2 separate regions of the Capsicum annuum genome follow, and region 1 is linked to region 2. Evidence: chromatin contacts called from public Hi-C data. All regions are on one chromosome and are shown on one strand. The core of a region is the stretch at or near the end of the contact, and the rest is flanking DNA. Distances in the headings are between cores, read along the strand shown.

Evidence for each region. Hi-C and Micro-C count contacts between places; a contact is called where the count stands out from the background.
Region 1: a contact with region 2 is called in a Hi-C map of leaf, with 2.1 times the contacts expected there. The contact joins the promoter of LOC107867382 here to the enhancer-like site in region 2. A contact is called at or near these places in 2 of 5 Hi-C or Micro-C datasets (bud and leaf).

Annotation. Positions count from the first base shown.
Region 1 is chr4:213,943,192-213,945,962 of UCD10Xv1.1, forward strand. LOC107867382 reads left to right here and starts at 1,297. Exons shown (of 23, transcript XM_016713579.2): 1 at 1,297-1,601; 2 at 1,735-1,798; 3 at 2,242-2,771. The coding sequence starts at 1,751.
Region 2 is chr4:213,905,632-213,908,459 of UCD10Xv1.1, forward strand. No RefSeq gene overlaps it. Among protein-coding and RNA genes, the nearest start is that of LOC107868669, 28 kb to the right of the region's middle. Within about 2 kb of position 1,375, at least 2 of the 5 cell types and tissues checked have an H3K27ac peak or open chromatin away from gene starts, as enhancers often do. A contact at or near this core is called in leaf, where this site is marked.

The DNA of each region.
Region 1 (2,771 bases), core at 47-2,546, 37 kb after region 2:
TGCTTTGAAAAATGCATTAGACAGTGAATAATAATAACATGAGTAAAATAGATACAACAATGTAATTATCTATTGATTTAAATTAAATAAATACTATTGAATGTCTATTTTTAATACAATGGATAAAATAAATGGATGGAAGGTTAAGCAGATGAGGTAAAAAATATGGTTAACAAATGACAAGATACTAAGGATCGTTTGGTGTGAGGTACAAAAGTAAATGATTTTGGGATACAAATTTTAATGCATGTTTGGTTGACAATATTTGGAATAACTTATCCTGATACTAATAAATAGTACGAAATAAGTTATCCATACATTTAGTGGGATGACAATCTCATCATTATTTATTCTTGAAATAAAATTAGAATAGGACAGAATTACCCCAAATTCTTTGTCTGACATAATAGAAAATATCTAGGATTTTACGGCTTACTGAGACAAATATGTATAATTAAAAGAAATGACATATTTTATGTGGTTAACTTAATTACTTAATAGATGAATGAGAACACATGTAAAAAAAAATTGAATGAAAAATGTATAATTGAAACACTTTATCAACGATTGAGATATTGAATTAAGCGAATCGCATTATTTTTGTCCTGTAAAATGTGTTGCATTTTAAAAAAAAATTATCACAATTTTCTTCATTTTACTATCACAATTCAACCTGTATTGTGGCCTTTAGTGTATCGCACTTCAAAAAAAGTTTTTATTATACTTAATAATTATAAAAAATATAAAAATGTATGATAAATATGTTTCAAAACTATGTTGTTTATAAAAAAATTCTCTTATTTATTTTCTATGAACATGACTAGTAAATTCCCCATTTTATTTGACAATAAATAAATTTAGAAGTTAAATGTAGTAATTATTGTCAAATATATTTTGTTAAAAAAAATTAAAAGGAATAACAAAAAAGGTAATTCTACGACAAACGACATTGTAAAAACTTATCAATACTCTTACCAATACAATTTTCATAAAAAGCTAGTTAATAATTATTTTTATTAATGTAATTTTCATAAAAATAATTATTAAACTAAACAAGGTAAGGATTATTTTTGTCAACACACAATCTATTCTTAAAAAGAATTCCATGCATATTATTTTTGATACCACAAACCAAATAACCACTAAAAAGTATAACTAATTCTAGCATAACTTATCTCAACATAATTTGTTTTCCAACCAAAGGACCCTTAATTTTACATGAAGTTGCTAAAGCAAAAGAGTATTAAGAAGCATCCAAACAGAGTATTAAAGCGGAGAGAGAAAGAAAACCAGTGCAGTAAAGGTTGTTCACATTACAACGTTCGACTCCTCTTCTGTTTTCCTCCCCCACCCTCTCACCCCCACCCCCACCCCCACGCCCACGCACCCCAACACCATTTTCATTTTCGTCATTGCTTCTCTTTCACTATTTGTACGTGCTCAGTACTTTTTGGCCTAACAAATTCCCCCATTTTTGTTTTCCCCATTAATAACAAAATAAAAATAAAAATGTTGTAATTCGAAGACAGTGATGAAGTAAAAACGACAGCGTTTTAGCAGTGACTCAGTGACAGTGGGTTATTAATCTTTGCTTCTTCTGGGTATTCATTATTTTTTTGTTTACTACTACTATCACATTTTGGTATTATGTGTATTCTTTTGCTGTTTTGCTTTTAGTTAAGTTGATGCATTGTGATTTTCTCTTAATGGGTTTTTGTTTCTTTGATTATACAGGTTATTAAAGAAGCAGATGTTCACTGAGGGTCTCGATAACAACGCCCTCAAGTGGGTTAGAGAGGTCTCATTTCTGCATTTTTTTAATGATATTTGTCTTTTGATTGTGTATGGGTTTGTTTTGCCTGTTGTATTAGGATCTTTTGTCTATGTGGGGTTTGCCCATGTTCTTGAAATTTGAAATTTTCTGATATTTATCTTCTGATTGCATATGGGTTTGTTTTTGTTTGTTTTTAGGGTCTTTATCTATGTGGGGTTTCCCCATAATCTTGAAATTTTGAATTTTGTGACGTCAGACTTTTTCTTTTTGGTCCTGTTGTGGGAGTGATTTTGATTTTTGATTTTGAAATTTAGCAAATGATGTGATGTTTATGGAGTGGTTGATTCTTGAATTTTGTTGTCTTATTTGAAAATTTGAACTTGGAAGTCAGCAAATGATGTGATGTTTATCAAGTGGTAGACTCTTGATTTTTTGTGTCTCATCTGAGAATTGAACTTGAAATTCAGGGTACTGGGCAACAGAAAAAGGAAGTTCCTTACTCTATTTTAAGCGAAAGATCAAGAATTGATCCAATTGGCAGCATGAGAAATGGTGGGCGTAATGTTGGACTTCCTCCGCCTTCGAAATTCAGGAGTGGTCATCTGTCGGGGGTCATTCCTGTATCTAGAGATTTAGACGGAAGTGCATCAGTTTCTGAGAATGACATGATCACTGATTCGGAAGAGGAGGTTTACGGGGGGAGATACTCGCTGGATTCATCACCACATGATGACAGAGTTCCTAGTACTACTGCAGCCACTCAGAGATACTACAATCTCCCACCAAGGCGTGGTGCTGCTCAGTATGCAAGTGACAGTATGTACTCTGATGATGTTGGTTCATCGATGGAGACATTGGGGAGAGGTCATGGACATGTGGTCGATAGATTGATGAGAGGTGCTAGTAGATATCCAATTGGAAGTAGTGTGTATACTGAGGAGGAATCTTCTGATTCTGCTGCAAGCTCTGAGTTCTCCTCCACCCAAGTGGGGACAAA
Region 2 (2,828 bases), core at 125-2,624:
TTCGATTATACGGAAAGTTTGATCTCCCTGAAATTACTTATTTAGTATTGTCACACCCCTTTTTCATCCAAAAAGAATATGATTAAGTTCGAAAGGGTTTTTTATTAAGTGACAAAAGAAAATGATTTGTTTCGAAGAAGGATTGTTTTTACATTCGAAATCAGAGTCATCACTTTGCATAATCTGGTGTGCCAAGTCACCATTGGAAAATCCTTTTCAAAATCATTTAACTCTTTAAACTAGTTTGCGAACAAAAATTTCGGCTAAGGAATTCTGTTGACCGAAGGGAAGGTGTTAGGCACCCCTCGATCCTGTGGTTCGACCATGGTCGCTTGGTAGAGCGTATCAGCTAATTTTGACACTATGAATGTACAAACCACAAAGAAGCACGTAAAGCAAACAAACAAACCAAACAAAATGAATCAAAGTATAGTGTTCAATCCGATTATACATACCCAAAATAAATAAAATGCGAAAAATAAATCTTATCTAACCTATACTAATCCTAACTACGCTCCCAGGCTTTATCCGGCGCCTCGGGCCTTTCTCACGAACGTCTTCCGCTGACATAGTACGTCGGGGCATTCCCCGGTGAATAAATACAATGTGTCTCGGGGCATTCCCCGGCTAAATGATACATTCGATCCAAAAGCAATAAAACCAAACCATTCAACACTCATTTCAAGCATTCAATAATTCAACGAGCAAACACTTATTCTTAAATCTTTGCCTACCCGAACCTTCTTTCACCTATTCATTCGATGGCCTAATCATGATGCTATCCAATTCAACAATATTCAGTAATGAATCAAAATAAACAACCTTCGACTTATTTGATTATCAATTTTCGATCCCGACTCCCAAACAACCAATTCGACTATCAAATTACTTTTTCAACATCCGAAATCAATATCGAACACATACCCAAACGAAGACTCAAACATTTAAGCATACCGATCATTCACATCCACAACAACAATCAACATTTTGCTCAAAATATTCAAAACCACATCACAAAATCACGATATTAACCACCTTGGTATAATTCAAAAGTAGAGTTAAGAGATGGACCTTTGAAGAACCGATTTCATTGGTAATAAGATTTAAGAAGACCCAAACTTTAAAACTCTGAATAGGGCCTCAACAGTGACCAACTCCAACTCCGATATTGAGGAATAACGACCCAGTCAGATTTGAATCCTAAGAAGGAAGAAATAACGAACAATCCGAGACTGAATCTACGAAAACCCGAGAATACCCGCATCCAAAATCTTACCAAATCTGAACCAAAATCAAACAAAACAAAGAGATTCTGGCGAGAGCAACGATGGGTATAAATTGACAAAATGATCAGCTCTCCGGCTATTTTCGATTCTCTTTAGCTAGAGCCGCCTGAAAATATTTAGAAACGGACAGCTCCGGTAAACAGGTAACTAGGAAAAACTTGACCCACCTGATTCTTGGCGATTTCTATCCACCCTCGCCAATTCAAACCCCATCCGTCTCTCTTGTTTCACTCTCTCACTCTGTTCGTGACTCTCTCTCTCAATCTACATCCATTCTCATGTGTGGTGTGTGATTTTTTAGTCAAATAGGGGATGAGGGACTGTTTTTCCGATCAAAGAGTGTGTGTGTGTGCAGCGCTGAGTGAGAATTCTGTAAGAGTGTCTCTTCTTTTTGTGATGGTCCGTGTGGATTCTTTTTATTATTTCATTTAAAGGAAAGAAAAGGTGTAGGGGGTTGAGGGAATGGGTAGGTAGTGGTGAGGTGGCCTAATTTAATAGGGAGGGTTGTTAATTTGTTATCAATTGAGATGAGGTGGGAATTTTGGGATAAAATTTATTTAGATTTGGTCATTGTTTTGTCAATTTATGGAGGGGTTATCATGTAAATGAGGGTACACGGTAGGATAAAGTAAAAGTAGGTAAAAGTGATGTCAGGGAGGAACGAAATTAGGTGTCTACAAGTATTAGCTTATGTTTGATCAAATTACCCAGCTGTGGTTTCAAAATATGTTTGCTAATGTTGTTGGTTTTGCTTATTTCAAAATGTGTTTGCCAATATTAATGCACCTGCTAGAGAAAGAAACCAATTTGTCCTGAGATTCTGCCCTAGTCACCAAACATTTGTTACAAAAAGACCCACAATTCCAACCAAACCAATAAAGATTAACAATAAATATCTTGCAATGCTGTGAAATATACTCAACTAGGAAACTAATTAACCTAGAAGGAGTCAATTGCAAGAAAGTTGAAGTCAGTATCCTTGAAAATTACAGTTCTAAAAGTAATTGATACTGTGATTTAACTTGGTACTTCCATCTTAGGTTGCTCGAACACTCTAAAAATGTTAACGCACCTGTGTCAGGTCCTTCAAAAATATACCACTTTTGGAGGATCTGACATGTTCCTGGTAACATTTTGAAGAGTTCAAGTAACATAGCTTCCATCAACAAGTTGAATCGATAGTGATTGAATTTGTCTTTTTTTTCATATCGATAGCCGCCTAACTACCAAGTTGCATCACAATATCCAATTATTTGTAGTTGTAGATATCAAATCCAGTTTAAACAGATAGTACAGACAATAAGGCTGCATTTGTTTTTTTAAGATTTAAACGTCTGAATCTGAATAAACATCTGAATGATTAAGATGTTGTTTCTAAATCTGAAAACTGAATGATTAAGACTGTTTTTTTTTTAACATCTGAATGTGCAAATTTTTTTCATTTGTTTCTATATAATAAAATTAAAAATATAATTCAAATAAAAAATTAATTATATATTAGAAAAGTATGTAATTTAATACAATAAAATTATTATTTGATTG